Regions from separate parts of the Callithrix jacchus genome. Here region 2 is linked to region 1. Evidence: chromatin contacts called from public Hi-C data. All regions are on one chromosome and are shown on one strand. Each heading gives the region's core, a stretch centred on a gene start, on an enhancer-like site or on the middle of the called end of the contact. The rest is flanking DNA. Distances are from core to core; before and after follow the strand shown.

Evidence for each region. Hi-C and Micro-C count contacts between places; a contact is called where the count stands out from the background.
Region 2: a Hi-C map of induced pluripotent stem cells shows a contact between it and region 1, with 2.4 times the contacts expected there. The contact joins two enhancer-like sites. A contact is called at or near these places in 2 of 3 Hi-C or Micro-C datasets (induced pluripotent stem cells and skeletal muscle).

What each region holds. Positions count from the first base shown.
Region 1 is chr11:40,791,286-40,797,136 of calJac240_pri, reverse strand. No RefSeq gene overlaps it. Among named protein-coding and RNA genes, the nearest start is that of SNX13, 260 kb to the right of the region's middle. Within about 2 kb of position 2,911, at least 4 of the 16 cell types and tissues checked have an H3K27ac peak or open chromatin away from gene starts, as enhancers often do.
Region 2 is chr11:41,474,279-41,480,129 of calJac240_pri, reverse strand. No RefSeq gene overlaps it. Among named protein-coding and RNA genes, the nearest start is that of AGR3, 100 kb to the left of the region's middle. Within about 2 kb of position 2,664, at least 3 of the 16 cell types and tissues checked have an H3K27ac peak or open chromatin away from gene starts, as enhancers often do.

The DNA.
Region 1 (5,851 bases), core at 1,662-4,161:
ATTCTGGGAATGAGAGAAGGGAGAGGAGGAACAATTGGAGCCATCAGATGGAAGATAAAGCATGTAAAGGAACATCTAAGGAAATATTTGCCCACAAAGCAGTTTTTGAAATGGATGTTGAACGATATTAAGGGCATGATTGGAGGAAACGAGGAAAATTTCAAAATATTTGTCTTTTAATGTCACTGTTTTAAAACTGCAAATGTTACACATACTGAGATGAAAAGACTGTTTAGACAGATTTACAGTTAATTATTCTGATTTGTCTTACCTGCTTATTCACAACACCCTAATACCTGAATGTCTGTCTGCTTGCTACACAAACAACAAACTAGACTGACTCTGCCCTCATATTAAGTTTCAACCATGAACATAACCAAATATATTAATTATGTTGATTCTGAATGTTTTTGCTGACCAATTAACAAGAAGCCACTTTGACCAAATAAGTTATTATGCAGCTGAAGAGATATTTTATACCCTCTTCTGCATGAAAATAATTTTTTCTTAAGCAGAAAATGTATAATCTGCAAATAAAATAATTCTTACTTAGACGACTTCCATACATGTTTGTCAGGTCTATCCTGCTCCAATCCCCCAGCACTATGCTAAACCAAGTTTCATCTCCTTACTCTGCATTACTGCCATGGCCCCGCCTCTGAACTTCTGCCTACCCTACCAAGAGAAAATGCTTTCACTTTACACCTGTACATTGACACAACAAAATGCCGTAATGGTTCCTAATTTCTTGCAACTTCAAGCCACCTCCAAGATACCAGTCCACTTCGTACAATTTTATATTCCGTTATTTCCCACCATGTTGTCTTCTGGGTTTAGAAATCTCTTTTTTGGTCAATTAATATCAATATTCCCTTTAAGCTACTCAGATCTTGCCTTAAAAGAACTGCCTGCTCAGTAAGTCTCAACTCAATTCCACTAGAGCTTCCTCATACGAGTTCTTCCCAACAGCATTTCTTCCCAGAAATCCATATTTGGAGCTCTAAGACATAAGGAAGTGACAATATGTCCATTAACACATTGTCTTACTAGCACAGAATTCTAGTTCCCATCCGAATCACTTCATTCATTTTGTCCTTTTCACTTATAATGGTGTGCCCCCGACTCCACTCCCTATTCAGGTTCTAAGGAAATATTTGCCTTAAAGATTCACCTTAAGCTGTATCTGAAAGCTTTTTATATACTTAAAATGGTAAAGAGTTCTGCCCCTCTGGTAATAATCATACAACCATTACCAAATATCTGTTGATCAAACCTGGAGCCTAAATCATAGAATAGTGAAATGAATAGTTCTAATCATCTTAATCAAATTAATGTGATTTCTCTGTAAGCCCTTCAGCTTCAATTAGTATCCAATGCCAGTCAATCAATAATCTTCCCCATTAGTATAATTCAGAATTTTAAAATTAGCTGCTTTTCACAATCAACTATGAGGCTTACAGAAGAATGAGTCTCTGGATCCCTCCCTAAGACTGTGATTCAGGAAGTCTGGAAAAAACCTAGTTTCAAGTAGCTCCCACAGGTGTTTCTGACATCCACCCAGGGCCAGGACATAGTCGTTCCAGCTGAGTGCTTACTACTGACCCACAAGTATATCAGACCAGGAGGAGTGAAAGGAGCCCTACGAAAAACAGGGGATTTAGGGTGATCTATAGATTAAAGCAAAAAGCAAAAAGTTTTTCTTTGCAAGCCCAGTTCAGCAGTTCCTACAGAGCCAATAATTCAGAATAATTTCTTTGTGGATATAGTTACAAACTGACAACTGGGACCAGAGATTCCCAGTCCTGACAGCACCCAGAATAATCTGGAAGCAAAGATAGACACACTGACCCACTGAATTGGAAACTCTGAAAATGGGACCTGGAGATGTACATTTTTCACATCTCCAGGTGACTGCTAAAAGCAGAAAGGATTGGAAATCTCATTTTAGGTCACTGCAAATTAGTACCTATATTCCCTTTAAGCTATTTTATATACTGTCTTTGAAGAACTGCCTCGTCAGTAAATCTCAACCCAATTCCACTGAAACTTCCTCATATGAGATCTTCCCAACAGCATTTCAGAAATCCATATTTGGAGCTCTAAGACATAAGGAAATGATAAAGGATTCCTATGAAAGAAGACAAAACTTGGTTTGGGTTAGCTGATATTCTCATCTTTCCAATGGTCATCACAAGGATTGCTTAACTAAGTCAGCGTTATGACATGAGTATTTGCATATTGTTCTAAAATCTTTCCATTGGCTATACTCCAGTGTATTAACCGTTTTTTCTTGCCTAGAGATAACCTAGTATCTTTGCCATAGAGAAGATGAAAAGCAGCTGAAATGTTGAGGCTTCTTTGAGTAAATATATTAGCTGGGGACTCATATCATGAACTATTCGCTCTTAAAATACCCTTGAAACTGTTTTGTCTCAAATGCAAAAATCACAGTTATGAAACATCGCTTTTTATTATAACACAGTAGATAGTTCAATGTACAGCAACCAAACAAAAAAAAAGGAATGTGTTTGCCAGTTGGTATTTTGCCCTTATTATATAAAATTGGAAATGGAAACTGCGGCCTTGATGAAAACACTGAAATTCCAGTAAGTAGGATTAGTCATACTTTTTGTGTTCCAGGGTTAGATTTCAAACGGCAAGTAAAAGTTCCCTGAGCTACCAGTGGAAGCAAACACTCTCAAATTAAAATAAAAAGGACTGCACATACTTACAAGAGCCAAAGCGAGAATGAGTAACGTTTGACATTTGAAAGCCTGGAATTGCAGCAAACAGCTCTCTCCCCGAGGAGAAACTTCTCACCAAATAGTTGGCTGGCTGTGGTATCTAGCTTTCTTTGAAACAGCAAGCCTAAACTCTTCAGGGAGAAGGAAAATTAAGGAAAACCACTTTGGCTTAACGCCTCACAGGCTGGGAACTATTGTAATCAAGTCAAGAAGCACAGGCCAACTGCATTTTAAATTATACACTGGTCCGAGAACCTGGAAAGGCATCGATGACAGCAGATTGCTGACGGGCCTGGGGCCCCTCTTGCAGCCTCACTCACTCAGTGAGTGTCTTGGGACTTTTTATTTCCACCATTAATAAGATCTCTTTGCTTGGGAGGTAACATTTGGACGTCCTTTGTTTTGTACAACAGTAGCCATATTAACTGCAGCAACATTTTTAAAATATGAACAGAAGAACAAATAGGTAATAGGATGAGTTGAGGATCAAAAAATGTGCACTGTCACCCACATAATTCACAGAGAGAGAGAGAGAGGCAGAGGGAGAAATAAGGCAGACCTTCAGCAGTACTAAACATGAACTAAAATACTAAGATTCATACATATTCTTTATATCTCATAATCTTTCAAAGCAGTGCAGTATAAAATAACTGTCGCAGATTATTAACTTTCTTTAAATGCCAATGGCAAAAGTTAGCGTTTATGTGTTTTTCTTCCAAACCATCTATGCACCTCAAATAATCTCTTCTGAAGGCATAACATCTCCTTACAACTCACATAGGAAATTCAACTTCTCCTAAGCTTGTCTCACTCAGATAAGTGCTGGGTAAAATCTCCTTAGGAAGACTTTGGCTGCCTTGCCCCATTCTGCTCAGCTGGATGGTGTTTGTGTCTACCCACAAAATGGATAAAGATAAGAACTGATTGCCCACCCTATCTAATAGTCTCACAGCTTCAAGGACTTCCCTGGTGGCCCAGTGTTCCTAACACGTTTCTTTCTCCTACCAAGTCAGTTTATGTTATGTAGTTCAGCAAAGAGCCTTCTATTAATTCACTGTGGCTGCTGTAACAAAGTATCAAAACTGGGTGGCTTAAACAGCAGAAATTCATGGTCTCACAGCACTCTGGAGGCTAGAAGTCAGAAATAAGGCATTGACAGAGTTAGTTCCTCCTGTTTATCAGACACTGGTAGTAATGGATTAGGGCCTGCCCTAATGACCTCAGTTTAACTTGATTACCTCTGTAAGGACTTTACCTCTAAGAAAGGTCACATTTGGAAGAACTATGGGTTAGGACTTCAATATATGTATTTCAGGGATACAGAATTCAGGCCATAACAACTATCTATCCATTCTTATATGGTGAACACTGCTCACAACATTTAAGGGCAATTTGCACTCTGAGAAGCAAGGATGCCAAACCCACTGGGCCATGTGTCAGCTCATTAATAATTTGCAGGAAGCTAACAATAATTATCACAAACTAGTATCCTGTGCTCTAAGTGAAATTCATTGCAATCTGGTTACCTATAAAACACTTTTCTTCTAAATGTATGTGTTTTTTACTGTACAATATTATGAAATAGTGAAACTAAAACCACAACTGGTAATTATCTGTGAATACAGCAACTTTGGCCTTTTCCTCAATCATCTTTTGCTGAGATATTTATTAAGCTTCATTCTCCATTTCATGCATTTAACAGTGAGACAATAATACAGTCTGATTCACCCCGTATCATAGGTCATCAAATTCTCTGACTTTCCTAGCCACTACAACCTCAAACTCAACAACCAATAACATGCCTAGGTTCTTAATGACACTGTTTTCCTTAAAAAGAATTCCACCACTATCCTACTAAAAGATCCGCAGCCCAGGTCACAAAGATTGTGTCACTGTGCTTCATCACCCTGATGAGGATAAAGTTGAAGTCTCCTCTTAAAAACCCCTTGCCCTGGGACATAACTCAATTGAGCCTACAAGGAACAGGGATATACTCTTTGAATAAACTGTAAACCCAATCACAGAAAGAGTCTTCCTCTCGAAAGAAAATAGTTTGATCTAAAAACCCAAAGCCCACAGAGATAGTACTACCATGCTCCGCTAGAAAAATAAATTCAACAGAAGTGTTCTAAGATTGCCAGATGCACAGTACCAGACATCATTTAAAAAACTAAGGATCCATCCTTGGCTGAGATCTTACTCTCAAGGTATAACTGCCTTTACTTGAGTCTGCTTTCTTTAGCTAATCCAAATTAGCCAAGGTATAAAATTGAACCATATTAATTATATGGGTTAAAATTATCAATAATTGTCAATTTCATGTGGCTCAATATAATTCCATGCTTCATTCATTAATTCAGTTCTTTCAAAAATCCTTTATTAAGTGTTTTCCATTACTAGGCTCTATTCTAGGTGTGCATAAATCTACATAAGAGAGTTTTCAATACAGTTAGGGAAAAACCACTTCTGGCTACAAGATCTGAAGTTATCGTTCCTCTGTAAACAACTAAGAAGCAGAACAAAATACAGGAAATAACTATTTTCAGACATTAGACAACAGGCAACAGAGAAGTGTGATCTCAGAGAGAAAGGAAATAGAGTCCTATGATTGCCCAGTCTCTTTGCCTAGAGGCAATTTCTGAACTGCTGAGCAAGGAGGGGAAACCCAAACTGCAATCTCACTGAGTGGAGGAGTCAAAGATGAGGTTCAGGAAGGTAAGGTGGCCTTAACTTACATGCCAGGATACCCCAAAAAACTGGAGCTGGTACAGAGAAAGAATTCTAGAAACCACCATAGGGGAACTCTAGAATCTATGTCTGAATATCAATATGTACTTGCAGAGTGCGAAACACCCTAAAGTAGGGCAAAGAATGACTTCTGAGAAAAGAAAATGTACTGAGGAGTTATAAGCCAAAGAATTCCTAGAGCTCACAGAAGGCCAGAATAGTTCAGTTTCCGCCAGTGAGAATCCAAATCCCTCATGGGATACATGTAGCAGCCAATGAAGACCACAGAAGGTCCAACCTAAAAAGTGATTTTAAATTAGCCCTAGTATAACGACTACTCCAGATATGCCCCTAAAAACTCTTTTTAAAAGATTCAGATA
Region 2 (5,851 bases), core at 1,415-3,914, 680 kb before region 1:
CAAAGCTTTCAAAAGTGTGCAGTAACACATATAAGGGTACAGATTGGTAAATACGTGTATTTGTATCTGAATACTTTCAGATTTGCTTTAATGCTATTTTTTCTCTTAGTGTTAATGCAACTATGCATCTAAATATTTACCTAGTACTTACTATGCTTCTAGAACAATTCTCAGGTATGGAGACTGGCAAATTAATGTCTCTATAGTTGATTCTTCTATGGAATAAGTGCATGGCTTCATCCAGTCCACTTGTCCTGATTGTGGAAGAAAAAAGTAAGGCTCGTGTGTCACCATGTGTCCAGTACTGTTACGACATCCAAGCCACATTTCTGGGAGTTTCCACATGTTTCTCCGGACACTTTCCTGTCCCTAGATCCAACTACACTGCAGTACGCCACATGCTGGGTTTTCAACCCTAGTTTTATCTTCCTTGCTATCTCCACTGCCCCTTCATTTGACATGTCACTCTCCACCGTATAACTCCTCAATGAGTTAATATCCAACTGCACTACGAGAAACATTTGTAACTCTAGAATCTGAGTTATAAATACTGTCTCCCAATAAAAAGTCAGCATCTTATGTTGCCCTAGTTCCTAAAGCCTATGTGGTCTAATAGGTTGTGTCTTCTTACACATCTCTTCCTCTTTCCCCGTTCCTACTTTAGTTGGCTTGTATTAGGCTCTCAACATTTTCTGCTTGATTATGATGAACGATCTTTTGCTTCCAGCCTTCCCCATTCCAGGCCATTTAACCAATAGCTGATAGCTTAGCTTTATGAAATACAGATTTGATCAAGTTGCTGCCTTAAAGGAAAGGCAAGAGCAACCATCAGCACCCACTTGTGGTTTTCAGGAGCTTTCAGGATGAGGTCCACATTTCTTTGCATGACACCCTTAGCACTTGATCTAGCCTTTGCCCTACTCTCTGGTCTCAGCTTTTGCTGCTCTGCTTTTCCATCACCAACAGTCAGTTATATTGAATTAGCCATGAGTTTCACAAGACCTTTTCTCTGCTTTCCTGGACTCCCGCAGTTGTGCTCTCTGGTTAGAACTGCCATCTTCTTTTTCTCCTCACAATTATTTTGCTGATAAGTGCTAGTTGTTAAAAAAAAAAAAACTTGTCTCGTTTTTCCCCAGAAACCTTTTCCAGCATTAATTACCTTTTTTTATGAGAAGACCACAGCTTATTTATCATATGTACATCTTCAAGGTGCAGCAAGTTGCCCCGCACAGGCAGACCCACCTAAGAGTAATAATCTTCCTGGCCAGAGACTCTCCAACAGACTCCTCATAGGATTCTGCTAAAGAGCTGGTTTTGTTTTCTTCATATTATCATTTCTTGAGACTAAAAAGAAAATAATTGAAGACTGAAGAATAAGATCAGATTGTTCTCTACATATTGGAATATGTTATCAATTAATTTATTTGGAGGCATAGATTATTTAATTCCACTATAGTACTTTGATTGCAAAGTAACCAGAGATGGTTTCATGTAGATGATGCTGAATTTCTTAAAAAACAGCATCTGTATTATTTTCATGGGCTTTTGTCATAATCACCAGTGCCATCATGATGATGCATGTTTTTGTCTACAGGTATAGTTAGTCTGGAATAGGCTTATTTCTGTTTTAAATAATAGCTTCATTTTTGCTTAAAATGCTTTTTGATGAACTCATTTTTATGACTTTGCTACATGGTTTGTCAGGCCCTGGGTTTCTGGATGCATTGTATAATTAATGTAAACTTGGAGAATCTTGTTTTGTTTTTAATGATCCAAATTTAGGTTGCCTTTAGTCACAGAATTTCTGTAAATACAAACTTATGTCAGAAGAGGCCTTTATTTACTTTGTGATTAAACTCAGTATGTTTATTTAATCTGCAATGATTCAGCTTACTGGCTCCTTTAGAAACTTGGGAGTGTCTGTTCTCATGATGGCTGAATAAGTTGCTGGCTTTGATCTGGACTGTAAAGGCTCAGAGGGCATTATTTCCTTGCAACTTTGCCTTTGGAATTTCTCTTTCTTTTCTGTTAGGAAAGTACTATTGTTTGACTGCAGGACCAATCTCATGTAGTTTAGATTCACCATACTTGCAGAATTAGTCTTTTTCTTCATGTTGGGATGCTTTCTGGTGCTTTGAAATGGAAAAAGCAGAGTCATTCCAGGCCCTGACAGAAATCATGCTGTTGATTTTTTGTCTCCTTCCTGGACATTCCAAAGGAAATACAAAAGATGATATTGATATTAATCTGTTAGATCACAAAAAAAACAATGTATGACTAAATGAACCTGTATTAATTTTTCAGAAACCCAAACAAGAGAAAGATGAGAAGTACTTAATTCTTCTTTAGGCAAGACTGACTTGCACAGTCTGTCCGCTGAGTCACTGGTCTTCCACCTCAATTAGTCTGTGTTTGCTCATTTTCCCGCTGTAACATTTCTTAGCAGTAACCAGTTTCTGTCTGTCTTCTCTTTGCTTGAATGGTCACTCTTACTTTTGGTATCATCCCCTCTATACCTCTTATCTCAATTGGTACTCACTGCTGTCATTTATGCTCTTAAATCACCTGAACGCCCAGGTGTTGGGAGAACATGTCCTTAATGTTATCGTAGCTTGCAGGGACTTGGCTTTCTGCTTCAAGGTTCAGCATGCTGCTGGAGTTCCTTCCACTGCCCCCGTATTGCAGGCAGCTGGAAGTGGAAGGGACAAGACATCTCACCAGCAAGCCAGCTTTCTGTAAGCACCCTGTTTACCCTCTTTTACCAGAACTTCATCCAGTGGCCGCAGATTTCTAATGACCATTTGTAAGGATAGCTATAAGAGAGGTTGTAAAATGCAATCTTTGTCCAGGGGCATTGCAACCCCAGGGAAAATGGATTTCTATTATTTAGAAGATGAGAATAGCTATTGGGTGGCAATGAGCCATCTCTGCTAAAACTCAGAAAGCAAGCTAGCTAGGAGTTCAAGAGTTCTTTTTTATGTCCTTCAAAAACACATTTGTCTTGAGACGTAAGTCTAGGCTTTTAACCACCTTTTTGTTTCAAACATGAGTAATAAGTTCATTTTATTGATGACAGAAGTATATCTACATTCTTTTTATTTTGAAAGTTAGGCTTCTTAGTGTTTTGTAACTGAGTCTGTATATCTTTACCTGAGTCTTTAGCTTCCCCTCTCTTTACTCCTCTTTTGAGATTCAGACTTACTCAACCAAAACATCGTTTTAGCTGACTCTCCAACCATGTTGAGTTACATTCGCTTCCAGATTCTTAAGTCATAAAACTATGAATCTTTTTATTGTTGACATACATATTCTGTGAGTATTCATAAGGGCGTATCTGACCAGTAAGGATTTTCTTTTCCTGCCAGTTTCTCGCCCCATTTCCTTCACATGATTTGCCTGGAGCTTCCATCCTGTTCTCCTAGGGCTGGGCATGGGACCCTGGTCTAGTTAGTACGTTCTTCTTTCCTGTTCAGTGGTTGAAGACCATCTCTAACTCCTCAAAGAGAGAGAAAAAGAGCTTATCTTAGAAGGAGACCAATACAGAGGAAAAACAGCTGATGGATGGATTAAGCAATTTTTCTGGAGACATCTTTGTAGAACTTGAATCTAACCTGCCTCATTGATTTTTGTGTTACATATACCAATAAAGATCCCTTTCCCCCTTTAAGCCAGGTTCAGTAAATTTAGGCAACTTGCACCTAAATTTGCCTTCATCAATTCAATTTGGTAACTTCTTCTGGGCTCCTATTCATTCCACTAGCCAAATCCTTTTCCTTATTGAAGTGTACCAGCTTTATGAGATACACATGACCCTACATGTGCTAGGTAAATTACATCAAGTGGTATGAAATAATTCTGTCATAAAACCTGCTGGTGTCTGTTTAATGGTGCTACTGAGAAATAATCAGGTTCTATATTGACATGAAATAAAGGAATTTGTTCTGACTTGAATGCAATCTCATCAGTTTCTCTGCTGTCACTCCTTAGCACACAAAGAATGCAGAGGCAACTGACCAGACATGTAACTGCGTACCATAGAGAGCGTAAAGCAGAATGAGGCGCAAATAAATGCATTTCAGAGAATGCAGGTATGTTCCCAGTTCTCCTGTGAACATTATTAATGTCATCAAAACACGTTTTCAAAATGTTTTGAAGAAAATTAAAATCTCTTTAGAAATCAGGGAACAATGCCTGTGTTCCATGAAACTAGACCTTTGAGCAATTATGGAGAGCAACAAGGAGTTCATCAAGATTAATAAGGATCTTGATATAGTTAATCCACAGGTAATTATTCAGTCTAAAATAACAAGGAACATAGAGAAAGGGAAGCAAAACTAACATTTGTTGAGGTCAATTATGTACTAGGTACAGTCCCACTTTCTTTCACACAGAATTTGATACCAAGGAAAAAAAAGCAGAGGCATTTTCAAAGCCATAATTGTTTAAGGAACATGAATATGTAAGGAAAATGGGAATATAGTGCCTGATACATAGGAAATATTTAATAAATTGTAGCAACTATGGTTGTTGTTGTTGATGATGATGATATACAAATACCTGGGTAAGGTAAACCCTCCAGGAGCACTGAGGTTGGGGTTCTTAGTACCTAAACAAGGAGGCCAGGTACACAGTAGCTCTTGTATTCTAAATGAATGGAATAAAATATCTGCACCACTGTCTTCTAAGGGTAAAGATTAAAATTCGTAGTCTTAAGTTTAGAGTACGGTGAATCAGAATCCTTAACCATAGAGCAAAAGTCATTTGTATTTTTCACAAGCTCCCTAGGAGGATCTTGCTGTCCATGTGAAAATCTTGGTCTGGGGGAAGGGGATTGACACTACTGGAATGAGAAGATGTCACTGTATTTCACTAACCCTTAACTTACCTCTTTTTTTTCAGAGTATTATTTCATTTTTATTTTAGATTCAAGGGAGTACATGTGCAGGTTTTCACATAGGTTTATTGTTTGATGCTGAGGTTTTGGCTTCTAATTAATATTCTGATTGTCCAAGTAGCGAGTATAGTACCCAATAGGTAGCTTTTCAACACTTGCTCCTCTCACTACCTCCCCGCTTTTAAAATCTCCAGTGTTCTCCAGCTTGGCGACAGAGCGAGACTCCATGTCAAACAAAAACAAAAACGAAAACAAAAACCTCCATTGTCTGTGGTTCCCATCTTTGCATACCTGAGTACCCAGTATTTAGCTCACTTAAAAGTGAGAATATGCAGTGTTTGGTTTTCTGTTTCTGTATTAGTTCACTTAGGATCATTGTCTCCAGCTGCATCACTGTTGCTGCAAGAGATATGATTTCATCCTTTTTTTATGGCTTCATAGTATCCCACGATGTATATACACCACATTTTCTTTATCCGATTGATCACTGCTGGACACCTGGTTGATTGCATATCTTTGCTGTTGTGACAGTGCTGCAATAAACATCCAACTGCAGGTGTCTTTTTGGCAGGATGACTTGTATTCCTTTGGATGTATACCCACTGACAGGATTGCTGTGTTACATGGCAATTTTGTTTTTAGTTCTCTGAGAAATCTCCATACTACTTTTCACAGTGGCTGAGCTGATTTGCATTCTCATCAACAGTGTATTGTGTTTCATTTTCTCCCCAAACTTGCCAACTTGTTATTTTGAGACGTGTTAGTAATAGCCATTCTGACTGGTATGAGATTTGCAACTCTGATGATTTGTGATTTTTGAGCACCTTAACTTAACTTTGAAAATCTTCTAAATTAATTTGACATCACCAGAAATAATTTCAAAACAGTTCCAACTGCAGTATTATTGTTCAATCTTTCAAGCGAGAAACATTTCCTTTCAACGAAAGCACAATCTCA